Regions from separate parts of the Mus musculus genome. Here regions 1, 2, 3, 5 and 6 are each linked to region 4. A link is a contact called in public Hi-C and promoter capture Hi-C data. All regions are on one chromosome and are shown on one strand. Each heading gives the region's core, a stretch centred on a gene start, on an enhancer-like site or on the middle of the called end of the contact. The rest is flanking DNA. Distances are from core to core; before and after follow the strand shown.

Evidence for each region. Promoter capture Hi-C pulls out the DNA fragments that hold promoters and counts their contacts. Hi-C and Micro-C count contacts between places; a contact is called where the count stands out from the background.
Region 1: a promoter capture Hi-C map of hematopoietic stem and progenitor cells shows a contact between it and region 4, with 3 times the contacts expected there. The contact joins the promoter of Chil1 here to the promoter of Golt1a in region 4. A contact is called at or near these places in 2 of 39 promoter capture datasets (hematopoietic stem and progenitor cells and pre-B cells).
Region 2: a contact with region 4 is called in a promoter capture Hi-C map of hippocampal neurons, with 6 times the contacts expected there. The contact joins the promoter of Chit1 here to the promoter of Golt1a in region 4. A contact is called at or near these places in 2 of 39 promoter capture datasets (hippocampal neurons and pre-B cells) and 1 of 484 Hi-C or Micro-C datasets (B cells).
Region 3: a promoter capture Hi-C map of liver shows a contact between it and region 4, with 2.2 times the contacts expected there. The contact joins the promoter of Prelp here to the promoter of Golt1a in region 4. A contact is called at or near these places in 4 of 39 promoter capture datasets (cranial neural crest, liver, second pharyngeal arch cranial neural crest and 1 more) and 1 of 115 datasets of contacts at active chromatin or transcription factors (embryonic stem cells).
Region 5: a contact with region 4 is called in a promoter capture Hi-C map of pre-B cells, with 2.5 times the contacts expected there. The contact joins the promoter of Fmod here to the promoter of Golt1a in region 4. A contact is called at or near these places in 10 of 39 promoter capture datasets (the C10 cell line, the HPC-7 cell line, the SN4741 cell line and 6 more), 1 of 15 datasets of contacts at CTCF or cohesin (embryonic stem cells), 9 of 484 Hi-C or Micro-C datasets (B cells, the N1E-115 cell line, cortical neurons and 2 more), 1 of 115 datasets of contacts at active chromatin or transcription factors (embryonic stem cells) and 1 of 9 other capture datasets (embryonic stem cells).
Region 6: a contact with region 4 is called in a Hi-C map of embryonic stem cells, with 2.3 times the contacts expected there. The contact joins the promoter of Nfasc here to the promoter of Golt1a in region 4. A contact is called at or near these places in 1 of 39 promoter capture datasets (frontonasal cranial neural crest), 1 of 15 datasets of contacts at CTCF or cohesin (embryonic stem cells) and 6 of 484 Hi-C or Micro-C datasets (B cells and embryonic stem cells).

Annotation. Positions count from the first base shown.
Region 1 is chr1:134,179,780-134,183,960 of GRCm38.p6, forward strand. It overlaps Chil1 (chitinase-like 1), which reads left to right and starts at 2,625. Exons shown (of 10, transcript NM_007695.3): 1 at 2,625-2,773; 2 at 3,001-3,030; 3 at 3,718-3,922. The coding sequence starts at 2,725. Gm46158 (a long non-coding RNA gene) reads right to left here and starts at 2,311. Exons shown (of 2, transcript XR_001779452.2): 1 at 2,057-2,311.
Region 2 is chr1:134,109,828-134,114,680 of GRCm38.p6, forward strand. It overlaps Chit1 (chitinase 1 (chitotriosidase)), which reads left to right and starts at 1,415. Exons shown (of 12, transcript NM_001284525.1): 1 at 1,415-1,535. It also overlaps the pseudogene Gm8618.
Region 3 is chr1:133,919,013-133,923,662 of GRCm38.p6, forward strand. It overlaps Prelp (proline arginine-rich end leucine-rich repeat), which reads right to left and starts at 2,389. Exons shown (of 3, transcript NM_054077.4): 1 at 2,243-2,389.
Region 4 is chr1:133,308,520-133,312,810 of GRCm38.p6, forward strand. Golt1a (golgi transport 1A) reads left to right here and starts at 1,304. Exons shown (of 5, transcript NM_026680.4): 1 at 1,304-1,392. The coding sequence starts at 1,368.
Region 5 is chr1:134,035,863-134,040,536 of GRCm38.p6, forward strand. It overlaps Fmod (fibromodulin), which reads left to right and starts at 1,392. Exons shown (of 3, transcript NM_021355.4): 1 at 1,392-1,720; 2 at 4,354-4,674. The coding sequence starts at 4,362.
Region 6 is chr1:132,738,763-132,743,531 of GRCm38.p6, forward strand. Nfasc (neurofascin) reads right to left here and starts at 3,035. Exons shown (of 30, transcript NM_182716.4): 1 at 2,909-3,035.

The sequences.
Region 1 (4,181 bases), core at 1,375-3,874, 870 kb after region 4:
TTAGTGAAACCACAAATCCCCATTGCATGTGAGGTGTGCTGTGATTGGTCCAAATGCTCCTTCTGTGCCTATCTGTATGGCTGGTCAGGCTCTGTGACTTGGCTGAGAAACATCCTGCCATGTTAGCGCTGGTTGTTGCAACTTTAGGCTCAATAAAAAGCTTCTCTTGGAGTTCTTTTTTAAAGATTTATTTGTTTGTTTGTTTATTGTGAATACACTGTAGCTGTACAGATAGATGGTTGTGAGACTTCACGTGGTTGTTGGGAATTGAGTTTTTTTAGGACCTCTGCTCACTCCGGTCAGCCCTGCTCGCTCAGTCCCTGCTTGCTCCAGCCCAAAGATTTATTTATTATTATACATAAGTACACTGTAGCTGACTTCAAATGCACCAGAAGAGGGCGTCAGATCTCATTACGGGTGGTTGTGAGCCACCAGTGGTTGCTTGGGTTTGAACTCAGGACCTTCAGAAGAGCAGTCAGTGCTCTTACCCGTTGAGTCATCTCACCAGCCTGGAGTTCTTTTCTTATCTGCTTTTAGTAGTGTAGACTGAGCTGGTGGCACAAGAAAAAAAAGTGCCGAAGACAGCAGAACAGCAGAAATGGGGTGGCCAACAGGCAGCGGCAGCCCTGAGAGCTGGCAGCAGGCAAGCTGAAGAAGAGGGAAATGAGCTACAGCTGAACAGAAGAGAAGGCTGGACAGACAGAACCGCAGAAGCAGCACCGTGGCCAACCAACGGACCGCCTAACAGCAGAAGAAAAGACAGCAGAATAGTGTGAGAAAACACCCAGTGAGGAAAAAGGGGGGATGCTGGACATAGGGGAGACAGAGAGCTGAGGTGGAAGGCTGTCGAGAGCCAGAGAACACACTACAGGCCCTGGTCACTGGGAAGGGTTCCGAAGAGCTGCTAAGCTTGCAAGAGTCAAGGGTCTCAGATACCCAAGACCAGGAAGGGAAACCCTAACCTCTGTCAGCAGCTGAGGAATCTTGATGCTTAGGCCTGTGTGCAAGGCGTGATGCAGCCTGCTGCTGTCAAAGGCTAAGGGGCCCACGGTTTGCACAAGGGCTGTAATACCTGTACAGCTGAGGCCCTAGTCCTGGAGTCCTGAGGAGAGCTGGAGTTGGGAAGATTTCACCTGCTGTTTTTCTGTCTGCTGCCACCACTGCCAGTCTGCTGACCAATGCAGAGAGCCCCCGAAGCTGCTCAAGACCCACACTGGAAAAACTCTTTGCCTACTGAGGATAAATATTCAGGCAGAGCCAGAGGACCTCCAAGAGCTGACTGGTAGCACCGTTACTACCAGGGGGGATTATAAAAACAAGAGACTTGACTAGGCAGCCCCCTCTCTCTAGTCTAGTCAGCAGTCAGGCCCCTGAGTTCTCAACTTTTCATTCACTGTCTACTGCTTCTACGACTTGTGTGTTATATATATATATATATATATATATATATATATATATATATATAGTCTGCTGCAGTGGATGGAATTACCCCCTCCCAAAACACACACACACACAGACGAGAGAGACAGAGAGAGACAGAGAGACAGAGAGACAGAGAGAATGAATAAGCAGGGACCAGAGGACACAGTTTCTAAGTCCAGTGGGTTTTTCGTTGTTGTAGTCATTAGGTCTTTGGAGGGCTTTTGTTTGTTTGTTTGTTTGTTGCTGTTGTTTAAGTGAACATGGTAGTGGACACCAGTAATCCCAGCACTTAGGAGAAGAAAGCAGGAGGGCTGGAAGTCTGAGGTCTGCCTGAGCTACTTCATGAGGCTTGTCTTAGAAAAACAATGGAAATGTTAGCTCAGAGGGCGGAAGCCAGGCCCCACAGGGCTGAGCACTTCTCACACCTGACTCCCCCTTTCCCCACTAAGAGCCCCTGGAAGCCACTGTAGGGTTTCCAGTGGGATGCCTCACTGGGTTTGGGATCCCAAAGCATCACTAAGAGAAGAGGCAATATTGATCTGAGAACTTGTTGCCGGCTTCCAGGAGAGTCCACCTCTGGCCATTACTGCCCCCGTTTTTATTCTGAGTCACATCACCACAGTCTCCAGCTTACCTCGGGGCCTTTCTCAATCCTCCACACTGGCACGCAAATGAGGGGGAGACAGCCTCCCCGCTCAGAGCCTTCTTCTGAATTTCTCTCTCCCGTCCCAATTTCCCAGATTCAATAATCAGCAACTGCTAAAAGGAGGGATTTGGGACTCCCCTCTCCACTCCCCAAGGCTCTCTGGTCCTTACCTAGCCTCTGGAAACAGCCAAGAGACAGAAAGAAATCTGAGGGGGAAGCCAAGCAGTATAATGGTGGCCTTGTTTGGGTGCATGGCTTACATAACCCAATTGTGCCTGCTCCAGCCTGGACAGAGAGCCGGAGCTGCCAGGAAAGCTGGGAGACTACTGGCAAGAAGCAAGACGTAGGAAGGGAAGAAATCACAGGAAGGGTTTGGAGATGTGACTGTCCCACCCAGGTTATCACCCCCATGACCCTTCAGCTGGCAGGTACTGCAAGACTTGCCCCAAGGCTTTCAAAACTCCAGGGTTTCTCAATCCTCCTCAGGTGACTCCCCGCCTCCACTGGCCAGCAATTGGGTTTACACACACACAGTTCCTGTAAGGAGGGCAGTTTGGGGGGCGGGGGAGTGAGTGAGATGGGATGGGTATAAGAAGGAGATGTGGAGCCTAAGGAAGAGGCCCTGACTAGGAAGCTGGGTACTAGGAGAAGCCATCATGCACACCTCTACTGAAGCCAGGATGGGCATGAGGGCGGCACTGACAGGTCTCTGAGCTGCAGATTTTTCAGGCTAAAGGGCCCAGACTACCCAAAGAACTACTGCACAGGGGGCCCAGCCTCCTACCTTCTTGGAGGAGGGGGAGGGGCGGGGGAGTAGAGAGCAGAGCCTGAAAGGGAGGAAGGAAAGGAGGAGAGACCTGGGGAGGGGGGCAGGAGGAAAAGCAGCCAACCCCCCCCCCCAAAAAAAAGTCTGACCCTGGATTTCCCCACAGGCTTTGCGGTCCTGATGCTGCTCCAGAGCTGTGAGTACCCACCTCCTCTCCCTCCTGGAGGAGGTCTTAGTAGGAAAGAATACTCTTCGTTTCTTCTATGGCTCACAGGGCTCGGGAATACTTGTTCAGCCAAGGTGATGGGTATATGTATATTGCTTTGGTTTCCACTTCCGTTTACTTGAACTTTTTCGATGACAAACTTTAAAAGGCTCAGATTTAGTGAAGACTTCGACAAAGTGCCCTAGAGAACAAGTATCAGTAGCCACAGGGTTGAGTGAGACCTGCTGTTTCTTTCCACAACCAACTGACTCCATTTACAGTAGGGGGAATTAGAAGTAGCGAGTAGAGTAGACTCAGCCCCTGTGGTAATGAGCCCCAGCAATCAGGTAGGGTCACTCCCACCAAGAGACCCACAAAGCCGTTCTTTAATTAAAGACTACCTCTCCCTTGTAGGGCAGGACCTACAGCCAGGGCATCTTTGACACTGGATGGCACAACTGGGCCTCTGTCCTTTTTGGAAGCCACTGCCTCCAGGAAGTCCTCCGTCCTTGGACTGAGTCACACTTCACCCTCACTCATCAGCTTGTGCCAGGCAGAGGAGGCTGTCCGGCTCCTTTCCTTGAAGATTTTTAATTTTGCTCAACACTCTGTCCCCGCGCCCTGACCCACCCCCCACACCACACTGGTACTCCGTTCTACCTCAGACTTCTCCTTCAGGCTCTGCGTACAAGCTGGTCTGCTACTTCACCAGCTGGTCCCAGTACCGGGAAGGCGTTGGAAGCTTCTTACCAGACGCCATCCAACCTTTCCTGTGCACCCACATCATCTACAGCTTTGCCAACATCAGCAGCGACAACATGCTTAGCACATGGGAGTGGAATGACGAGTCGAACTATGACAAGCTGAATAAACTGAAGACCAGGTTGGGGCACAAGCTGACCAAGATAGGGGAGGAGGGACAGAGAACTGGGCCGGTCCAGAGGTCCTTGGCTTCAGTGGGAGGGTATCCTGGGTGGGTGGTGGGCTGTGTTGGGATGGTAACATGGAGACAAAGAATATCGCTGAGGGCCCAGGGAAGGAGCCTCTCTTGTCCCCACAGTAGCTCCATGGAGCATGGCACCACTGTGGGCCCCTTTACCTCTCCTTCCTTGGCTTTCCCACTGTGGGGAACCTCCGAGTCA
Region 2 (4,853 bases), core at 165-2,664, 800 kb after region 4:
TTTTCATATTCTGAAAAAAAAAAGTTTCTAGCTGATTCTGGGAGTCTGGTGGGGTTAAAAGTAAGAGTATGACGATGGGAATGGTCATGGTGGCTCAAGAGAAGTCATCGCACATCCCAGACTATCTGGGTTTGGAAGAAGAGGGGCTGGGGGTGAGTGAGGGTGGGTGGGTGGGTGGAGGTGGGTGTTGTGTATGTATGTTCCAGACTCCACTACGTACTGTACGTACTGTGCTTCTGAGGCTCCAGTTAACAGTCTTCTCATGGTAAGATACATACATCTTCCAGTATTCCCCACCACACACACACACACACACACACACACACACACACACACACACAAAACCCTGGAGGACTACATTTCCCAGACTTCCATCCACTTAGGTATGGTCATGTGACTGGGTTTGTCCAATTAGCAGCAAATGAATGTATCAGGGCAGTTTCTTCTTTTTAGTTTGTTTCTTTGAGATTCACCACCCCCCACACACACGGTTGGCCATATGACTATGAAGTCAAGGACAAGTCTAAAACTACCTAGCTGCTCTGTGTGTGTGTGTGTGTGTGTGTGTGTGTGTGTGTGTGTGTGTGTGTGTTGGGGATTTGAGTCTGAGGGTTCTTATGCCCACACTCCCCTACCATAGTATGTGGGTTTGAGTCCCTCTGTGTTCCTCTGTACCTTCATCAGCTATTGCATGAGAAACATTACAGCCATCTCTGCTTAAGGATGGAAATCATTGTGCCATTGGGTGCTTCTCCTATTGAGCAAACAATAGTGTGTGCCTACTCACGCCTAGATGATGTCAGTCAGCTGCCCTGCCTGTCAGCTACCCTGCCTGGCCTCTTGCTGTAGTCAAGAGATATGGTAACCGTGAGCTGGATGGGGTGGCATACTCAGGACGTAGCAACATATGGCTTGTAGCAAGCTTTAAAAAAAAAATAGCAGCAGTTAGGGGCTGGAGAGTTAGCTCAGTGGTTACGGGCAATGTTTGTTCTTCCAGAGGATCTGGGTTCAATTCCCAGCGCCCACATGTCAGCTCACAATTGTCTGTAACTCCAGTTCCAGAGGATCTGACATCTTCAGACAGGCAGGCAGACCAAAAAACCAATGCTCACAAAATAAAAATAAATAAATTGGAAAAAAAAAAAAAGCTGGGTGGTGGTGGTGACACAGGCTTTTCTTTAATCCCAGCACTCAGGAAGCAGAGGTAGGCAGATCTCTGTGAGTTCAGGTCTTCAGCTAGAGTTTGAGAATAACCAAGGTTACACAGAGAACCCTTGTCTCATAAAAACAAAGCCAAACTGTGGTAGTGTGGATTGGCCCAGGGAGTGGCATTACTAGAAGGTGTGACCTTGTAGGAAGAAGTGAGTCACTGTAGTGGTGGCCTTTAAGATCCCCCTAGAGGCCGGAGGATGTCAGTTTCTCCTGACTGCAGTTGGAACAAGTTGTAGAGCTCTCGGCTCCTTCTCCAGCACCAAGTCGGCCTAGACAGTGCCATGCTTCTCACCATGATGATGATGGATTAAACCGCTGAAACTGTAAGCCAACCCCAACTAAATGCTTGCTTTTATAAGAGTTGCCTTGTCTCTTCATAGCAGTGGAAACCCTAACTAAGACAGAAGTTGGTACCAGAGACTGGGGTATTGCTATGATAGGCCTGACCATGCTTTTGTTTGGAGGGTGATATGAATGGTGCAGACCTTGCTCAAGGGGTTTCAGAGGAGAGGAATTTTAGTATGTTGCTTGGAGAACATTCTTATGAAGTTATGCTGAAGAACGTGGCTGCTTTTTGCCCTTGTCTGAAGAGTCTGCTTGAAGCTAAGGCGAAGGCAAAGAAAGAGAATCAGATTAATTGCATTGACAGAAGAAGTCTCAGAAAAGCCCAGCATAGACTTTGTCCTCTGGTTCGCTCCCATGAAGAGTGTTTTGATCAAGTGTAGCAAGCTTAGAAAGGAAAAATACAAAATGGGCATCGGGAAGTGCGATGTAGGTAAATCCTGTGTTTGAGGAGATAAACAGATTAAGGGAGTGGTGATTTTCAGCAAGCTACGCTTATTGCTTGTGTGTTTGCAGTTGAACAACAGATAGTTAACCTTGTTGAGACTGCTATTGACTATGGGGACTTTTGAAGTTGGACTAAATATATTTTGCATTCTGTTAATCTGGGTATGGCCTCCATAGACTCATATGTTTGAACAAGTTTATGGGGCTAGGGGGTAGAATGTGGTGGTTTGGATATGCTTGGTGCAAGGAATGGCACTCTTAGGAGAGGTAGAGGAAGTGTGTCACTGTGGGGGGTGAACTTTGAGACTCTCCCCCAAGTGACCTGAGGATGCCTTTCTTGACTGCAGTTGGAACAAGATGTAGAACTCTCAGGCCCTTCTCCATCACTATGTCTGCCCACATGCTGCCATGCTTCCTACCATGATGATAATGGATTAAACCTCTAAAACTGTAAGCCAGCCCCAGTTAAATGTTTGCCTTTATAAGAGTTGCCTTGGTCATGGTGTCTCCTCACAGCAACGGAAACCCCAACTAAGACACAAACAAACAAACTAGTAGACCTGTGCCCTAAAATGACAATTAAAATAAATCATAACCGATGTGGCCAGAGCTTTCACTTGTCCACCTAATAGACAATGCCCAGACAGCTATCATCACAGAGTCTCAGGGGGCTGGTGGGTTTAGAATTGAGTGTCACATGCAGGAATCAAGGACTTTACTGTGCTGGTTGAGGCAGGGAACCACACCATGGAAAAGAAGCCATGGGTACACAGTAGCTCTAGAAAGAGGTCATTCTCTGGGGCTTCCCTCCTGCCCACAAGCAGCACAGCCAAGCCCTCCATCTGTGCCACTGTGGGGCTGTAAGGAACCAGGAAACAGCACTGACTCCCACTCACTCCATAACCAATACCCGGGGGGTGCAGAGAAAGAGGCTCCATTTTAACCATCAATATACTTGTTTGTTTTAAAAATCCTGGGGCTGGAGATGGCTCAACAGTTAAGAGAGTCACGCTTGCTCTCATGTCATGTAGAGTAACAGAGTTCAGCTCACAGCAGCCACAACAGTGCAGCCCATAGCTGCATGTAGCTCTAGCTCTAGGGGATCCAGTGCCCTTTTCTGATCTCCACAGGTACCCACATATATGGGCACACACCCACGCACAGACTCACAAACAAAAACAATAAAATAAATCTTTAAAAAAAAAAGCACAAAGACATGAAAAAGGATAGGGAGACTTGAGTAGGATGCCACAATAATTGGCCACTGTGCCTGCCTGTGCGGTGGGACAAAGAACACTGCATCTGGTATTGTCTGTAAGGGAACATGGAGAGAGGACAGAGAAAACTCAATATCCATGGGCAACAAATGACTAACTAGTCTCACAAGTAGCTACAAGAGCAGCTGCTGGAGACAGGATTGTAACTCATGGTGTCAGAGAGATTGAAACGGGAGAGGGTTTGCCTCCAGGGGCAGCATCCTGAGAAACCCGAAGGCCTGAATATCCACAAAGAATCTGAAGCTTAGAATATATCTAGGCTTTATTCCCCAGGAATTTTAGCAACCAGAGTGGAGAGCTGAAAGAGCTAAGAGTTCAAGACCAGCCTGGAGTACGTCCTTTACACGCTTGCTGTCCTTGTTTATAAGACACAGTTGCGACTGCTACCTGACAAGGTTGTGTGCCATGGAAGGACATACGACACTGGCAGTCTGCGGCGTGCCTATGCGTGTGGAAGGAAGCACTGTCGGTGTTCAGACCGAGATTGAGTGTGGTAGCACTTGCACACCAGACCCCCTTCTTGGCCACACTGTTCCTTTTCCTTCTTGCTGCAAGGGTCCGCTGCTCACAGTTCAGTCACCCCTGCTCCCCAAGGCCCCTCCTCCCCACACACGTGTGCTCTCTGGCTTGGGAGCCTGAAACTGAGTTACCTCACACCGGGTGAGCAATCTCTGCCTGGGGCTGCTTCAAAAGTTCCTTGGGTTGGGCTAACTCTGGCAGAGCTGAGCTGCTCTTCTTGTTTGGCTCCTTCCTGAGCCCCATTCTGCTCCTTTGTACCTTTCTGTCTTCTGCCCTTCCTTCCTTTCATGTATATGTGCATGTGTGTAAGCATGTGTGGCCACATACATTTGGAGGGTAGAGGGTCAAGAATGTTGTCTCTCTCTCTCTCTCTCTCTCTCTCTCTCTCTCTCTCTCTCTCTCTCTCTCTCTCTCTCTCTCTTTCTCTCTCCAGGGTTTCACTGTGCAGCTCTGGCTGTCCTGGAACTCTCTCTGTAGACCAGGCTAGCCTCCAAAGTCAGATCCACCTACCTCTGACTCCTCCCAAGTGCTGGGATTAAAGGTGTGGGCCACTCTGATGCAAGGTCTCTTTTCAAACACTTGGACCAACAGCTTGTTCTGGGGATTTCCTGTCCTCTGAGCACTGAGATCACAGGCGAGTCGTCACACGCACTTTGCCTTTACGTGGGTCTCGGGATCTGGAAGCAAGCACTTCACGTGCCTCCCAGCCGTGTTCTGTGTTCCTGTCTTTCTAATAGGGGTTATTCCTCAGTGGGTCTCAGATGCTCAGATCTGTCATGGTTTGGGGCTGTGAGGAATAAATGGTTCTCGCTGTCTCTCTCTCTCTCTGTGTCTCTGTGTCTGTCTGTCTGTCTGTCTGTCTGTCTCTCTCTCTCTGTGTGTGTGTGTGTGTGTGTGTGTGTGTGTGTGTGTGTGAGTGAATTCAAGCATGATGAGACCATAACCCAGGATTTGCATCTACTAAGTCTACCTTTGGGCTACACCTCCAGCCTGAGATATACTAGGTATGATGAGATCCACCCAGTGCCTGTCTTGTGCAGAGGACTCAGACCCGTC
Region 3 (4,650 bases), core at 1,139-3,638, 610 kb after region 4:
GGCTTCCCATTCAGGGGAATGGGGAAGAAATCAGATGGACAGTCAGGTGATCTCTGAAAACTCACTGCCCTCTTTATCCACCTTTCTGCCTCTCTCCCTACCACCTTTAATCCTTGATGAAAGCCAAGAAGAATCCCTGTGATGCTGAATATGGCTATAGAGACAGATCCCACCCTGCAACTTGTGTTAGCTCGGGACTACTACACAAGCCTCAGTCTCCACATCTAAAAAACAGGCTTGCTGACCAAGTTTATTTTGGAGGTGCTAAAACCAGGGTTCTGTGCATATTATACAAGCATTCTACCACCTAGCTGCAGCCCCAGTCTGGATGCTGGAAGGGTTAAAATAGTTGATGTGCAAAGTGATTGCTCAGTGTGTATCCAGTGGTTGTTGGTACCACTCTGAAGTAATGGTTTTCCCCCCACCATCAGACTGCTTGGTTAACATCCTTCATTTCCCTACTGCTGGAGAAGAAGGGGTCCTTCTTACAGTGTAGGTACTCAGAGAAACTTCATTCCCTGTGTGGCTCAGAAGACTACATTGGACATTCAGTGTCAACTGATTGGAACTCCCCAGACACCCGTGCAAAGCCCGCTGTGTGTCTCCATCCTGACTTACTAACCCAGCTCTCCGCTTTCTGCAGAGGTGGGGACACTGGCTGGCAAATGGAAATCTCTCTTTTCAGCTGGTTGTGGCTTCTTCTGAGATCTAGGGCTTCTCCTTGTCTTTGTGGTTGTGGTTGTGGTTGTTGTTGTTGCTGTTGTTGTTCCTTCTAGCCTTGAGGTGCTCTCCTCAAGGAAGGTGAGGGTGGATAAGGGACATTATCAACTCGTCTGTCCTCTGAGAGAGTCAAATGGGACAGACCTGTGGGGTACGGGGAGAGAGAATCTAGAAGGGATGGTTGACAGCTAGTACTAGCTCTTGGGTACCTGGGACAGGTAGCTTAGCAGGTAAGAGGAGATAGACTAAGGTAGAATGTTCTTTGTAGAATGTTCCCCCGAAGTATGGTTGCCTAGTATGGATGATGTTAGTAATCACAAGAGAGTGCCTTGTTCCCTCCTGCAGTGGCTCTCAGCCCTCACTGTCAAGACTGCAGGGGCTCCTTTTTGAGGACACCACATAGCCCTTTATGTGAATCCCAAGGGAGTTAGGGGAGTCTCAGGATGTATTAACACAGCTCTGGACCTCTTGGGTTCTGTTTGATGGGTCTGTAATGAGTGTCTGTCCCTGTTTTACTAAAGCTTCCATATTCCCTGCCTACTGCTCAGGGCCCTCTGAGGATCAAGTAGTGCCCCCCTTCTTACTGCCATGGGGCCCCTCTATTGCAGGAGAGGGGGGAGCTGTGCAAATAAGACTCCCAGGTTCCCCTCCCTGCTTCCTCTACTTCAAGCCCCCTTACCAGCTGACTGGTCAGGATAATCTCAGAATAACTTCAGAGAGAAGAGTGTTTCTGACTATGTAGTGTGTGTGTGTGTGTGTGTGTGTGTGTGTGTGTGTGTGTGGAACTGTTAACTCAGGAGTTAGGGCCTCCAAGGCTTGCAGGCAAGCTTGACTTCTTTTTGTAAGAGCCAAGTGGTTTGGGGAGGGAGACAGGAATTCGGGCTGCTGAGAGGATACTGTGTAGGCTGGAGGGCCACTTTTCTCTCCCTTCTGCCTGATTAAGTTCAAAAGAAAGAAATTTTCAAAAAAAATCACTTGATTGTTCATATCCTCCCTGACCAGCCAAGGCGTGATTGTCTTTTGGCTCTGTCATCTCAGAAGGAAAACGCTGTCTCTGGTCAGGCAGTTGAGGAGGCACGTGAGAGAGTAAGAGACAAAACCCAGTGTGTGTGTGTGTGTGTGTGTGTGTGTGTGTGTGTGTGTGTGTCTGTCTGTCTATCTTTCTGTCTGTCTTCTGCAGTGCATGGTAATACATGAAAGGTGTAGAGAATTCGGTTCTAGTGTCCAGTTCCCATGGCAACACCTGCTCTGTTCAAATTCTGTGTGCGACACAGCTCTGTGTGCTCCACAAACATCTGCACTTAGAAAGTTTAACTTCAGCAGCAAGCAAACGCTAGGATGCAGGATGTTGGAGAGACAAGAGAGTGTCATCAGGAAATGAGGAAGGCTACATCTGAACTCTTTAGAGAGGAAAAATGAGAAGGAAGAAGGCCAGGAGGGAGGAAAGAAAGATTGGACAGAGCTAGAGAGAACCCCTGGAGGAAGGAGCCTTCTAGTCTTCTCCCCCACTGCCTGAACTTACCTGCACACACCTGCCTCTCCTCTGGACTCTGGGGCACTCTTCTGTTCCTCCCCACCCTTTGCTGGAGCTGTGGCAGCAGAGAGCCAGCTAGAAGTTCTGGTCTCCCAGTTGGTGCGTGTCTGCGTGTGTCTGCCTGACTTTTCTTCTACCAGATCCTATTGGGGTGGGGAGGTTAGTTTGGGGAGGGAGGGGCAGATCAGAGGGGGGAGGGCAGGGAGGAGGAGGGAGCAGAGGAGAGAGGGAGGGAGCTTGGGAAAGGAGAGATGACAACAATAAAGTCTTTATTTGGCAGCCAAAACTCCACAGACCTCATCCACACCCGATGCCCGCTAACGGCTCACTTTTAATAATGTTTCCTGCTGCTGCTGCTGCTCTGGAGAGGGACCGTTTGACCCGTGTTTGGAAACTAAGCCAAATCAAGAGAGGAAAGCACTTGGCAAGGCCTCTGCTTCTGTGCAGGCAGGGTGGGGTCGCTGGGTCCAGCCCTGGCCACTTGAGTTTCTAACAAGCGCCTTACTTCCCTGATGTCAATTCTTCAACTCACTGAGGAGCCACGAGACACTTTTCAGAGCATACACAGTGACAATATTTCCCTATCACAGCCCAGAAGCTTGCTAAGGGAGTGGAGACTCACTGTGCAGTGGGCTGATATAAGAGGTAACTACTGGTTTGGTGGCCACTCTGGCCTGAGGATCACACAGCCAAATTAAAGCAGGTTTCCAATTGTAAATCCGCAAGCCATTGTTCCTAGTTCCTGAGGACAGTGTTGGGGCTTTTCCTCCAGCTTTGTGTCACACACTCAGGTGAGGTTTGGGGGCTGTGTGGTCATCCCACAGAAACAGGATGATGCCAGGCTCCCCAATGCATATCCACTTCCTGGAAACCAATTCAAAAGTCTCTGTTATCTGAACAATGACCCCCACCCCCGTCCCCATCTGAAAAGTCAGGCACACTTGGCTTTAAGGTGCATTCAGTACAACTTCTGGCTCAGAACCTAAGGGAAACACTTACTCAGTCACCATTAGGTCATCAGAGACCTACAAAGCCCACAAGGGACTCTTGTCACTGTCCCCTAACTCTCAAAGTCCCCGGCTCTTCCACTCACAGGAAATAAAGTGTGTTCTTAGGCAAGTCACTTGATTTTGAGATGCCCCTATTTCTGTGTCTGTGTCTCAGGTAAGACCGTGGAGCTTCAGAAGGGATTGTAGGGAATCCTAGCCAGCGTAGAGATATAAATGTCACTCACTGCCTGTTTACCTGCCTTCTTGCTATCACAACCCCCAAAAGCCTGTGCTGGAGGGAGTTGTAGGGCCTTGCTTGTGTTAGGTCAGTGCTCTACTGTGGGGCCATGGACTGTGAGCCTGTTCCTTGGTCGAGCTAAAAGTTTGAAGCCCCAGAGACCCTGAAGGGATCTAAGGAGTTTTGCCTGTTCCCAGGCACCAGGCCCCTGTCACCAGCCTCAGCCTCCCTCCTCACCCCCATAGATTTGTGGCCATCAGTCACTTGGGGGCAATGCCCCAAGCCCTTCCACATGTAGATGAGGCATCCTTAACATCTCAGACCAATTTAATAGGAAAAGAGATGTGATCTGTGGCCACTTAGGCTCAAGGCAGAGATCTCCATGCTAATGAAATACCTAGAGGCCCAGAGGGCATGGCCAGTAAGATTCCCTTCCCAGATGCTCCTCCCTGCAAAAGGTATTTAATCTCAGGCCTGCCCTGAGAAGTGGGGTATGGTTTTACACATTTACTTTCCACCATGACAATAAATGGTTTGGTCTCTTCAGACATGGGGAGCCATGGAGAAGGCCTTTGCCTACAGAGCCACTGTCTAATCTCCCATAGAAGGCCTCTCGGTGCTCCCTGCCACAACCACCACCAATCCTGCCACCCATGAAGCCAAGTGGGACTAGCTGGAGCTCCTCTTCTGCCCCCCTGTTCCCTGGACCTGGCCTAGATCCAGCCCTCAGGCCCCCACTCTGTTCTCAGCTCTTCTGGGACTTCCAGGAGCACCTAGATGTCCAAGAGCCTGAGAACCCCATGGACCCTGACTTGTCATAGGCTCGGGCACCCCCAAGCCAGCTCCAGCTTTCACAGGTCTCAGACTCCCAGTGCCTCCCCGCATCCCACACCCGCCTGGCCCACAGCCCTACACTCTACCACTGAGCCGTGCCCATAGCCTTCAGATACACACAGGAGGCCATCACATCATCACCTAACACCCAGATCAACAGTTACCACCTCATGCTAGTGTGGTGGCTACTGCCAGTAATCTCAGCACTTAGGGCCTGAGGCAGGAGAATTGCTATTAGTTTGAGGCCAGCATGGAAAACTGAGTTAGACATTCTCAAACCAAAAAAAAAAGTAACTACTAAGTAAATAAATAATAACCGTGCCCTCATGCCAATT
Region 4 (4,291 bases), core at 54-2,553:
GGCAGAGTTCAGAAAAATCTTTGTGAGTTCCAGGTCGGCCTCATGTACATATCAAGTCTCAGGACAGCCAGGACTATGTAGTGAGACCTTATCTCAAAAAAAGTACTAAAAACTTTCGTATTTTTCCACTCTTTACATTTTCCCTTAATTTTTAAAGATGTTCCGTTGTATGCAGAGGTCAGAGGACAATTCTGTGGCGTTGGATCCCTCCCTCCAGCTTTATGTGAGTTTTCACAGCGCCTTTATCCTTCAGGCCTGACCCTTTAAACTTAAAGTTTTATATAAACCCTGGTTTCTCTATCTTTGTCTGATGCTATCAGGGGATCCACTCCTGGTTGCCTTTCTTGGGTTCCCTTGCAGGAGCAGCAAGTGGTCCTCAGTGCTGGGCTGGCCCCTGAGGCCCCATCTGCCTCTTCGCCAGGCTTGCAGAACACGGAATGATGTGCCCATGTCTATCTAGCTACTCAGTGGATCGACACAGGTTCCCTATCTATCTCGTCTTCTCCTGAGAACAATTCTCCACCTGCTCAACCTCACCACCCCATCAGGGCACTGCGGGGGCGGGGTGAGATGAGGGACAGGGAGGAACTTGAAGTCTCTGCTGCCTAACTCCACGTGACACCTACACCCTTGGTTTATATAAATCTGACTCCCCTTAGGTCTGATATAAGTTTTACTCATGAGTCTGTGCCCCTAGTATCTCTCACGTGTGCTAGCACAAAACAACAAAATAAATATATAGGCCGGGCATGGTGGCACACGCCTTTAATCCCAGCATTTGGGAGGCAGAGACAGTGGGATTTCTGAGTTCAAGGCCAGCCTGGTCTACAGAGTGAGTTCCAGGACAGCCAGGGCTACACAGAGAAACCCTGTCTCGAAAAACCAAAATAAATAAATAAATAACCAGCACATTTTAAAGCTGGGTGTGGTGACACATGACTTGAATCTCAGCACTGGGGTGGCAAAGGCAAGTGGATCTCTGTGAGTTCAAGGCCAGCCTGGTCTTCATAGTGAGTTCCAGTCTAGGCAGGAGAGATAGTCTTAAAAAAAATAAAAATAAAATCCGAAGGGCCGGGGCGCCATTCCACCTCTCCGAGAAAACCAGCTGTGCCCAGACCCTTGCCTTTCCATTCCCACGTTGTTCAGAGGAGGTGGGCCAGCAAGAACTTTGTGAATGTTAGTTTCAGAACAGGTCTGTACCTTTAAGTAGCCATTTGTGTGGGGAATGTGGGAGGGTGAGAGTTAATGATTTACCTGCGGCTCTGTCCCTGTTGCCAAGGGTCAGCCACCCTGGAACATGCTCAGGCTCGGTCCTCTGGGCTCTCCACTAGCCAGCTGACCAGGAAGGCCCCCCCGTGGACTGAAGCATGATCTCCATCACCGAGTGGCAGAGTGAGTGGCCTGGCTGGCGGGAGCCCGTGGGGCTGTGGAGGGGTCCCCACTAGGGTGAGTGAACACTCGCTCTTCCCAACCTGGTTCTTCTGCTGGGACCTACAGATGTGACCTCTGGAGCCAGCGGTTGGAAGCTGCTCTGTTGGCATCCTCGAAGCAGCAGGGGCGGGGCGGGGCAGGTGTGACCTCTGCCTTGTAGAGGGTGGGGCCACCCGAGGCAAACTCACAGCAGGCCGAAGCCCATCTCACCTATAGTTCTGAGAACTTGGATGCCTCTGCCCATTCAGACATCACCCCAAAACCTCAAGGTCTTTTGTGGCTCTGGGTCTGTATCCTCACCCCAAACATCCCTACTTTTCCTTTAGGGGAATTAGGTAGGAGGTGGCCTGGGAGGAGCCGATTGTCCACAGGGAGGGGAGAGCTAAGGTCTCACTGGCTGAGCTGCTTAGCTTCTGAGCCTGCTTTCTCTCAGTGAATCTATGGTAACATTTGCTTTGTGCCAAGCACTGTGCCAGTACAGACGGGAATATCAAGACTAAGGCAGGCATGCCCTCTGCTTACCTTCTAGCAAGGGAAGGCAGCCATTACCTTAAGAAGTGACTGCCTAGCAGGTCACATAGTAACAAGAGCCAGCCTAACACAAAACTCTTTACTCTTAAAGGGGCCGTGGAGTTTGAAGGATGTGAATGCGTGTGAGGGTATTCATATCCTCTGTCCAGGGAAGGCTTTGTTGCAAAGGGCCATTAATGCAGAGCACTACAGGAAGTGAGAAGGTAGGCTATGCAGCCGTCTGGAGGCAGAATGTTCCAGGAAGAGGAAACAGCCAGCACAAAGGTCCTGAGACATTGCATCTGCGGTGTGCGAGCCCCAACCAAGAGACTGGTGTGGCTGAAACATTATAGGCAGAAAGGTAGCCTATGCTGGACCACTGTATTAGCCCATGCTGGACCAGTGTGTAGACAGCAAAGGTTAGAGCATATGAAAAGCTCATTCTGGCTGCTGAGGTAAAGTAGACTGTAGAGGATGGAGCAGCAATGAAGAGACCCTTCCAAGGCGAGAGAAGACAGGGCCAGGATGTGAGCCGTACAGAGATAGGAAGTGGTCCTGTGGGCCTGTGTGGAGGAATTTTCTGGAGTGGAGATATGGAAGGATAAAAGTTAAGAATATTTCTCTGGTGCCTGGGGAGTGTCCCAGAAAAGAAGCCGAAGTGGGAAGCAGGAGCCAGGTCTGAAGGGGCTGGGCGCCCTTGTCTCAGACATCCTGGATAGACTTCAGGCAGGGAGTTAGAGGGTAAGGGTCTGAACTCCAAGGGACTTGTCCAGAAAGAGAAACATGGAAGTCACCAACACGTAGATAGCTGATGCTTAAAACCAAAAGAGTCCCTAGATCCCAGGGCACAGGCTCTCAGCCTCCCCAGCTCACGCAGCCTTTGGGTGCAGATGTTACTGTTAAGGGAACTGTCCTGGACACTGTGAAATTTTAGCAGTACCTCTGGCCACCCAGCAGGTGACAGCAGTCGACCCTCCCATACCTTGTGACAACCTAAATATCTCCTGACTTACCTCACCCAAACTGCTTCCCCTGCATTCCCACCTTGCAACTGAGGGGGTAAGAAGGAAGAACAGCAGAGCCCTGAGGCAGGGGCATGCTGACATGCTATTAAGCTCATTAGCCTTCAAGTGTGATAATACGCTCTTAGAGGCTGGGACAAGTCCTATGATGCTTGGTCCTGTGAGAGGGAGAAGTGACAAGATTGTTGTCAGAGCACAGGGACAGGCTCCCCTGAGGAGCTGGCATTTAAAGGACACTGTTCCACCTAGGAAACCTCATATGCAAAGGTCCTGGGGCAAGAAAGCGTGGGCATCGTAAGAAGTCAAAGGCAGTGGTGTAAGAGGAGTGGCGGGGCTCGAGAGAAAGTGGAAGATGTCTGAGACCCCCCACCCCATACACATGCCCTGTAAGGCATGTATAGAAAAAGGTCCCTGCTTCATTCCAGTGAGAAGGATGCTATATGATCAGCTGGTACACTTTCGGTCCTAGAGCTCTATGTGGAGGACTGGGGATAGGAGTGGTGACAAGCAGGAAACTAGAAGCTAATGGAGACTGTGTGGGGGAGGGAGGAGGGGAGAGATGAGGATAGCTAGAAGTGACTTGGCAAGAAGGAAGAAGCATGGAGGGTTTTGGATGCTTCTGGAAGCAGCTGCCTGATACCAGATTAGATAGGGTGGGTGGCGGGCGCCTCGAGGGACTTGGCAGGCAGTGGCAGTGGAGATGCTGGAGGCACGGGATAAAGAAAGGAAGGCTGATCACTGTTTGGGACCAGGTGGCGTGCAGACTGCCAGAGAGAAAACCAAGCTGACGGACGGTTAAGCAAGCAGTGGGGTCTCAGGCATCCTGGGCGCGAGAGATAAATGTCGGCATTGTCAGCACACAGGCAAGCATTTAAAAACACAGGAAGGGGTGGGAAAACAGAATGAGGAGATTCAGGAGCTGGGCCCAAGCCCTGAGTGAACCAAATCACAGAAGAAAGTAGGAGCTGGTAAAGGGGGGCGGGGGGGGTACAGCTAGCCGGTGGGGGTGGGGGCGGGGGTGGGAGGCACAGCTAGCGGTGGGGGTGGGAGTGGGAGTTCCGGGGGGAGGTACAGGTAGCTGGTGGGGGCGGGGGGGGGGGAGAGGTACAGCTAGCCGGTGGGGTGGGGTGGGGGAGTACAGGTAGACGGTCAGGGGTGGAGGTAGGGTTACAGCTAGCTGGCAGGAAGAAAATCATAAAGCATCCTGAGAGCCAAGAGGAAAGCTTCCAACCAGGCAGTGGCCTGCTGCCCACTGCCAAGGGCTGACACCCACTTGGAGCTTTGGGTTATTAATGGTCAAAACAAGAACACTTTCTGCAGGAGTGGAA
Region 5 (4,674 bases), core at 142-2,641, 730 kb after region 4:
GCGTAAAATGGCACAGTGCTCATTAAAAGAGAAGACAAATGCAAAACAGACTTAAAAAAAAAAAAGACTTACTTATTTATGTATGTGAGTACACTGTCACTATCTTCAGACACACCAGAAGAGGTCATCAGATCCCATTATAGATGGTCATGAGCCTCCATGTGGTTGCTGGGAATTGAACTCAGGACCTCTGGGAGAGCACACATGTTCTCTTAACTGCTGGGCCATCTCTCCAGCCCCTATAAAGCAGAGCCTTTAGAGTAGGGGGACACGCCCCTTCCTGGCAGCCTTGCACTAACAACAACTTGACCCAAAGTCCCATCTGCCCAGACACTTCTAAACTTTCCAAACTCAGACATTCTGAGAGTTTAACCTCTTTGTATTTCTTTAAATTAAAGGGTGCTTCTTGAGTGTGGCTATGAGCCAGAATTTGAGGAAAGAGTTAAGAGCTCATCTAAGCTAACTAGACTCAATGTAAGCCACAGTCTCGTGGTTCTCAAGGGCTTTCCCCCTTGTCCCTCAATTCCAAATTCAGTTTCAGACGCAGTGGCCTGTCTGCCTCTTCACTGGAACTTCTAAATGGCATCTATCCTTACATACCCAAAGTATAACTTAGATTTTTCCAGTCTTCTGTCTCTTTCCACATTGTGTAGTGGTGCTATTGTCCACCTAAGGGCTGAATTAAAATCCAGACAGTCCTGTTTGACTTTCTCCAGCTCAGCAGGTAAGTGCACTGGCTGCTCTTCTAGAAGACCTAGATTCAACTCCCAGCACCCACATAGCAGCTCACAATCCTCTCTGACTCCAGTTCCAGGAGGTCTGACGCCCTCTTCTGGTGCCGATGGGCACTGCATGCCTATGGTACACAGACAAAACACTCCTCATACACATAAAATAAAATAAAACCTTGTCAGAGGGTAAATCAGATCCAGTGAGCCTCCCTTATCAAACACTGTTTTAAACATTTAAGCTAAAATCTTTTCTGTGCTCTTAAAAGCCCTTCACTGTCTAATGCCATCCCATCCCCCTAGCTTCGTCTTCCCCTGGCTTAGGTATTCCACATCCGTAAAGGCATAACAGCAATAGTTAGAGTCCCTGATTTTCCATTTGTTCCCGTGGCAGAAAGGTCTCAGTGGTCGCCATGAACTTGAGCCAGCCCAAGCCCTCCTGCAGCCAGCATGCTCTCCCACTCACTAGTCTGACATCTGGCTACAAGGGGTGCTTGAGCCAAGAAAGATAAGTGCAGACTCCCGGAGGGGACCAAGATTGCTGAAAGAGTTAAAAGGTTCTTTCTCCAAACCTTGGCCCTCCCTCTCCTGTGTCTACTTTATGGGTTTAATGAGAAACCCAGGCACCGCACAAGAGACTGCAGAAATAACTTCTGGGGCATCGCTAACTTATTCAGCAGCAAGAGACTTCAGGCTGCCAATGCTCCAGGGAAGATAACCCAGTGGAAAGAAGGTGGTTTTTACAGCCTGGGTCGGACGGAATTTTGCAGAGCTGAGTGTGAGCTCCGCCCCTTACAGGACTGAAAAAGCCAGCTTAGGCTCCTCAGCCCCTCTTTGAGATATTTGATTAGGAATTTGGGGGCGGGCCCTGGCCTGGCACAGACTTGCACACTCTCCGTAGGCGCTCACTCCTCTCTTCCCTCTCTGCCACATTCTCCAACCCAAGGAGACCAGACAGAAGGACGTGGTCACTCTGAACAGTTCAACCCAAGGTAAGTGCAGCCCTATTTCTTTAGGTTTGCTCCCTTGCAATTCTATAAAGAGAAACAAGGGGGAAGGACAAGGCTGGGAGAAGAGTGGGCAGAGATGGGTTATTAATCCCAACTGGTCCATGCCTCCCAGGGATGCTGAAGAGATGCAACGGCAGGGGCTGCATGTTCCCTGTCTCCTACAGCTCCCTGTGGGTATTGGGGGCCTCTCTTTCACTGACATAAAAACATGAAGAAAATTGCAAAGTCTCCTGGTTGCTACCTATGAGTCTCAACATGCTAGGACTTGGGGCACTTTGGAGAATAGTCTCTGGATGTCCCAGAGATCTCTTAGAGAGGGGCATTGTGCCCAAATGTTAGAGGGCAAGCTTTGTGTATGTAACATGTGTTGCTGGAGTTAAGAGGAGAGAATAAAGAATTGATCCAAGGAGTCATGGACGGAGTGGTGGATAGAATATGGTTTTTTAGTTTGACCTCACCTCTGATAGAGTTTCCCCAGACTGAAGAAACAAAATGGTACATTTGTAGCTCCCGAGTCGGGATCTCCAAGTCTGAGAGAATCACTTCTGGAAACTTCACACTGAATAGAGGGTCTCTAGCATGACAAGAAACAGTTTAAGGGTGTGCAGCCCTGAAGTCACATTCTAGATCAGGTGGGGAAAGGACGGGCCTGCACTCCTCCTAAGCCCTTCCAGCAGTCATACTCTGAAGGGAGGCCACTGTGGCTGGGCATGGAGCCCCATGGAAAGCTGAACCTTGAAGAGGAAGGTAGTCCCCTTCTGCCAAAGTGCCTAGTCTGGAAGAGGGACAAAATGGACAGAGGCTTAGTGTGTCAGTCTTCTCTAAAAAGCCACCTTGGTCAGTCCTGCAGCAGCCCAGGGCTGTGCATGGAAAAATGCTCTCTTGGCAATGGGCCGTTCCATCCGTCTTCTCTCCTGGCCCAAATCAGGAACCAGTCAGCATCTTAGGCACTGGGCAGTTGAGTCTGCTCCTCAGAAACACTGGTGCTCTTTGTTCAGGGACTGTGGCTGCCCAGGGATGAGCCAGAGTGCCTGTCCTGAGCCATCCGGGGAGTTGTGGGATGAAAAGTCATAAGGGAACTGTTTCAGGGAACAGAAGGGCATGACAGAGATGCTGCTCAGAAACGGAGTAGTTGGACTGTCATAGCTGGGTCTCTTCTCATCAATTCATAGGACTGTCCTGTCCACAGCTGTCAATCCCAGCACAGCCCGGCGGTGAGAGCACCAGGAAAGATTCTAAATATTCTGTCTTAATAGTTGTGACCTGGGAGGTCCCCCTCTTCCCGGGGACTATGCAGTGCTCTGGCCATAGCAACCAGGTCAAACACGACACCCCTGGCTCCCCACCATCTATCTACACCTGCAGGTTCCCTCCTGGAGGCCCCAGCATGCCTTGCTTGTCTTGCTAGCAAGCTCTAATGCAACAGACTCCTCAGCAGCGTGGGTGCTAACTGAGCCTGGAAAGCCAAGTGACATCACTTGAAGGAGGTAGCTTAGAAGAGAAGAAGGTACACCTCGTATGTGGTGCATGCCTTTAACTCCAGCGCTCAAGAGGCAAAGACAGGTGGAGCTCTGGGAGTTCGAAGCCAGCCTGGTCTATTTAGTGAGTTCCAGGAGAGCCAAAGCTGTGTAGGGAGACCCTGTCTCAAAAAGGAGGAGTAAATGCCCCTTCTGGATTCCCTCCATCCCTTCCATTTCTATTCCAGTTCTCAGTGTCCCTAATTCATTTCAATCGCCTCTCACATGGCTCCTGCCATCCCCATGGTGGGTGAGAGGAGGGTGAAGTCCTTCAGTCTTCAGGACCACAGAAGAGAGACGCAGACCAGGCCAGACACAGTACAGTCAGCCCAGAAGACAATCATTAGAGCCATACTGGGTTCCCAGTCTGGAAAGACTGAAGTCTGGCTACACACTCAGCCACAAGCTGCTAACCAGTGCATTTTTCTCGCCCAGAAGACTCACAGGCCATGGTCCTCTGGAGAATAGCCCAGACCTTGTGGTGGCCACAGGGGAGCCACACCCTCCCACACACTCAGGACCACAAATCCCCAGGCTGCCCATGAGACCCAAAGGATCTTCAAGAAGTAGCTCAACTATTCCCTTTGGAAGTCCCAGTCCTTTCTGGAGGCTTCCTGGACACAGGAAGAACCAGGAGACTCTTGTCCTTGGACTTGCAGAAAAAAAAATTCCCTGCAAGTCCAAACTAGAGGGGAGTTCAGACCTAAAAGTATCCCAATTGGGGGGGGGGGGCAGACAGACAGAGAGATAGGCTGCAAGGCTCTCAGTTTCAACAACAGAACCTCAGGGTGCTGGAGGATGCTAAGGACCTGCCCTTCCCCAAACTACAGCCCACGCCTCTCAGGTTCTTCTCTAATCTCAGACTCTTTTCATGGCTGCAAGACCAGAAGCTAAACCGGTGACCTTCCTCAGCTCCCCAGGTATGCAGAGCCAGGAGGAGGAGGCACCCAGGTGAGGGGGAAGCACAGTTTCTGCCCTCCAGTGCTTGACTGTAGTCACAGTGTCAGTCACAGAGCCTATGGCCAGCCTGAGCCACCCAACTGCCCGCCTGCACCTTCATTCATGCCCCCTCTCGCTCTGTCCTCTCCCTTTCTACAGAGACAAAAATGCAGTGGGCCTCCGTCCTGCTGCTGGCTGGGCTCTGCTCACTTTCCCAGGGCCAGTATGATGAAGACTCTCACTGGTGGATCCAATACCTCCGAAACCAGCAGTCCACCTACTACGACCCCTATGACCCTTACCCCTATGAGCCCTCTGAGCCTTACCCCTATGGAGTGGAAGAAGGCCCAGCCTATGCCTATGGTGCACCACCTCCACCAGAGCCCCGTGATTGTCCCCAAGAATGCGACTGTCCCCCCAACTTCCCCACAGCCATGTACTGTGACAACCGCAACCTCAAGTACCTGCCTTTTGTGCCCT
Region 6 (4,769 bases), core at 1,785-4,284, 570 kb before region 4:
ACACAGTAGGACCAGGACCATTCTGCCCCTTCCTTCCTGACTCCCTAAGGATTTCTGTTTCTAAAGACAGAAGGAGATGCTCACACCCACAACGATTGGATGGCTTCAGAGATCGCCATACTTCTGGCATCCAGACCAGCCTGGGAGAGAATTGTGGCATGGGAAGTGAGGAACAAGTTGTGACAGATGATGGGAGAAAGCCTGTCCCAGAGTCACTGCAAAAACAGGACCCTCCTGAGATCTGCCCCACCTCAAACCCAAACCTCAGATCTCAGCCACCCCTCCGTGTGACGGTGAAAGGACCAGCCAGCCACTGTAAGCAGAGCCTGCTTCTGTCCACAGGGAACCACTCCTGCATGCAGTTCCACCTGAGCCAGCCAGTGAAGCACAATTGGCAGGTCCTGCCCCTGCTCCCTGGGGAGCTGGCTCTGCTGTTGGCGTGCCTGGATTTAACTCTCTGTAGCTTTTGTGATGCCAAACAAGGGGGCAAGGGCTGAGATTCGTTGCACAAAGCTGGGAAATATGTAGGCTGTTATCAGAAGCCCCATTTAACCTGAGCCCCAATCAAGCACTTCAACGTCAGAGCCTTGATCCAATCAGCTCCCGACAACAGCTGCAGGTGATGCTTCTCTGATACCAGGAAAAGCTGGCAGATCGGAGGCCCCGACGCCAGGAGAAGCTTCCCGCCCTGCCCCCACAGGCAACGGGGAGGGGACCAAGAAGGGTGACAAAGCCGATGTAGCCAGTCTCCCAACACCGTGTCCCCTGAACAGACACAGTCTGGAGGCCATCCGGAATTACCACAGCCCACGTTTCAGTCAGCTGTGTTCAGCCCCTCAGTATTCCAAAGCAAGAACCTCTGGGGAAACTGCCGGGGCCAGACTGCAGTTTGTATCTTACCTCCTCTAAAGCCTAGGGTTTTAGAGGAGTCTTTGAGACAGGGGATTGGGAAGCCAGCCCTATTTTACAAAGGCATATACAATTTCTTGGGTTTTGTCTCTTTTCTTAGTAATACCATATTCTCTCTCTCTCTCTCTCTCTCTCTCTCTCTCTCTCTCACACACACACACACACACACACACACACACACACACACACACACACACACACACACACTCCTTCGGCCTAATCCAAAGAGTAAGGGTAGAAAATTGTCTCTCTCTGAAGAACCAGCTTAGTCAAGGCAAAAGGTGAAATGTACTGGACAGGAAGGTGATCCCTCCTCTCTCTCATTTGCCTCCTGCATGCAGTTCCACCGATCCAGCATCCTTGGTCACAGGGAGGACTGAGTTCTGCCTCCTTTCCTCTGGCTGCCCCCACAGCCTCTCCAGGGTCTTCCTTGCTCCACACCCTCTCCCTGGGCAGCTTCTACTTAGGCTTAAGTTCTATGGGATCTGAACCTGCTGGTCTCTGGCCCTATTCAAACCACACATCTCCTGTGCACCCTGGTCTCAAAGGCTATGGCCTGCCCTTGCCTTACTGAAGATTGGATCTGGGCCCAGCAGGGCTCACCTCAGTTCCAAGGTTAGAGGAGGCACATCAGGGCCCTCCTATCAGAGAAAGAGACAGGCAAGAAGAGGAATATTGTCACCCTCTCCTCTGGAGCTAGAGGAGGCATCTTTGTCCAGAACCACACACACACTCATACACAAAACACACATACATGTTCATACACAACATACACATTCATACACAACACACATACACACAGCATGCATAACTCAGCCAGTAAGCCAAGGGAGGAATGAAAAGTAGACCCTGGCTCAGTGAGTGAGGTGGGCTGTTGTGGGACCACAGCCTCCGTGATTCAGCACTCTGACCACTCCCAGCCATGTCGTGGGTCACACTCAGGACCATTCCTGATGCCAGAATGCTGGCTTGGAAGCTGAGGAAAAGTCTTTGCTAAGACCCCAACTCTTAGGCCCTCCAGCAAGGTTTCTCTGCCAGGCTTTTGCAGCCCAGGACTCAGGACAAGTCTCAGGAGCTTGAGGGCCATTCCCTTAGACCTGCCTCTTCTCCCAGCCTCAAGCCCTTTCTGATCCCATCTAGGAAGCAAACCTGAATAGTTCCAGGAGAGGAGAGGACCACACAGAGGCCTACAAACCCAAGTATCTCTCTTCCAAAGCTATGAACAGGCTCAAACATGCAGCAAAGGGCTTTAGAGAGGTTGAATTCACAGCAGTGAACACCTGGCCCACTGAGCCCTAGGCCTCTGTGGCAGAGTAGGACGATACAAGGGTGGGTAGACTGAGTCCAAGCCCAGTCAGCACCGGACCTACATCACCACGAAGGGCAGGCAGAGAAGGTGATGGGTAGTAGGCCGGCTAGGAACCAAGGAGAGTAGGGGAGATGTTCCAGAGGGAGTGTGCAGGATGAGGAAACAAGGAAGCCACTGTGAAGGGGTTGGGACTGGGTGTGAAGATGGGGACCGGGGAGGATAAACTGGAAGGGAGCAACCGAAGGCCAGCACTACACAGGGCCGCGGGAGGGAGGGCAAGCAGAGGGGCCACGGGTGAGGCAGGAAAACATAAGTGGAATGGGGAACTGAAAAGTGAGGTGTACAGAGAGAAAACACAGGGGCTGGCTGGTCTCCAATGGTGAGGCTGAGACAGCGAGGAAAGAGAGAGAGAGCGAGGGAGAGGGATGGAATATGGGATGTTGCCAGCCGAGTCCGAAAGGGTATTAGGGTGGAGAGGGCTGAAAGCTGGAGGGAGACACTGCCAGAATCTGGTGGGTTCCGGGCAGGTGGCAGTGTAGAGAAAAAAAAGCACAGGGATGTGGATGGAGGGGGATGGGACAGGTCGGGGGATGCAGATGGACTGAGGAGAGCGGAATCAAAGGGGGTGCCGCTGGTTGGGCTTCCGAGACCGGGTTCTGTTACCCTACCGGGTACCCGCGCTCACCTTACCTCGAGGAGCTCGGGCTCCAGCCCCGGGCGCAGTCCCAGATGTCCGCTCCCGGCGCCGCCACTTCCCTCGCGTCCCCTGCAGCACCTCTCGCTGCCAGCCGCCGCATTAGGGCAGAGACTAGCCCGTGCGCGCCCCCGGGCGGCCAGCGCGTCCCCGGCGGCCTGCGTGCGCGCCCCCGAACCCCTCCCTGCGTACGAGAAGCTGGGACCAGGACCCAGCAGCTCCGACGGATGCTCAGGTGCCACAGTCCGCCCCACGCGCTAAGGATCAAGTTGCAGAACCAGAGTCTGGGAACCCTGTTTTCTCCCTTGATCTTGGATACTCCTTCAGAAGAGTGGCACTCCGTGTTGTCGTAGGACCTGGAGCCAGAACTGTTGCGGTCTGTCCTGCAAATAACCCCTTTATGAGTTCTTAGGGGCAGGAATTTGTCCACAGCTTTGGAGAGCATAGCTCCCTCCAAAAACTTCCACTGAGTTGTTCATCCGAAGCTGACAAGGGGCAAAAAACAAACAAACAAACAAACAAAAGAAAAAGCATGAGGACATTACAGGTGGGTCTTGTTTTAAAACTGTAAGAATTGTTCTGCCCGGGGGAGACTCGGGGCACTGTCCCAGACTTGAGTTAGAGTGGAAAAACCTTGAACTTGGAGACCACATATCCAAATGTTAGCCCTGCCTCGGTGACTGAGCAGGTCTGAGCATGCAAAGTGGGCTGCGTCTTAGCTGAGATCCCGCCCCCTTGGTAGACCTCAGCTAATGTGCACAGGTGGAGACCTGTACCCCCTCCCACCTTGAATGAGCCCTTAGAAGCTTCTAATTCAGCTCCCTGCCTAAAACTACAGCCCCGTAGGCACCACCACTCTGAGACTCACTCTGAGACTCCTTCTGTGATCACACCCAGGTATCACCTCTACTTAGACCTGAACCCACCTGCCAGTCTCAGCATCCCCCCCAACCCACCTCTGCCTGTGGGCTCAGGAAAAGAGACGCTGCAGATCACCCCCCTGCCCCACACATAGCCTGTGCTCAGTAAAGGCTCATCCACTCACTGACAAAATGGCCTCTCTTCAGCTAGGGGCTTCCAACCCAACAGCTGCAGATGGGAGGCAAAGAGGAGGCAGGGAGGGAGGCCAGTTTTGAAAGCCTTGAAGCAAGATTGTCAGAATCCTGGGCGATTTTTTTCAAGGTTACTACATATACAAAGCAGCAAGTCACTTAAAACCAATACTTCAGCATCACCCTGGTATTAGTCCTGAGAATGAGACTTCACCCTACCAGAACCAGATGACACTAAGGAGCCAGTCAACCCAACCAGAGGGATAGGGTCCCTGGACCCTGGTAGGTCCCAAACACCTGACAGACTCTTAGAAGACTTGGGGAAGGCACTTGAAAGCACTCAGGTCTGTGTGGAGGGCAGAGTTCCCTCACCCCCCTTTACTAAAAGCATCCAGTGGTGGCCTGGTCCCTGGAATAAAGAATTCTCCTATCCTAAGAGGCCAGCTCCCTGCATCCTGTTGTGTGGATCCCTAGAGCAGCAAGAGGCAGCTATTTTCTGGTGATGCGTGGTGACTATTGTGTCCACTCTAGAGGCACCTGCTGAGCTCCACATGTCATCCTCACTGTATCAGACCTGAAAAAGTAAACAATTGCTTACACTTTTATTGTTTTTGTAAAGATTCATTGATTTTATTTTATGTGTACGGGTATTTTAACTGCCTGTGCTGTGCACCAGGTGAATGCAGTACCCAAGGAAACCAAAACAGTGTCTCTCTCTTGCTAAACAAGCAATCCTCTTCCACAGTCTTCCAAGGAGGAATAGGGACACAGGTGGATTTGTCCGTAATTGATGGAGAATTAACTT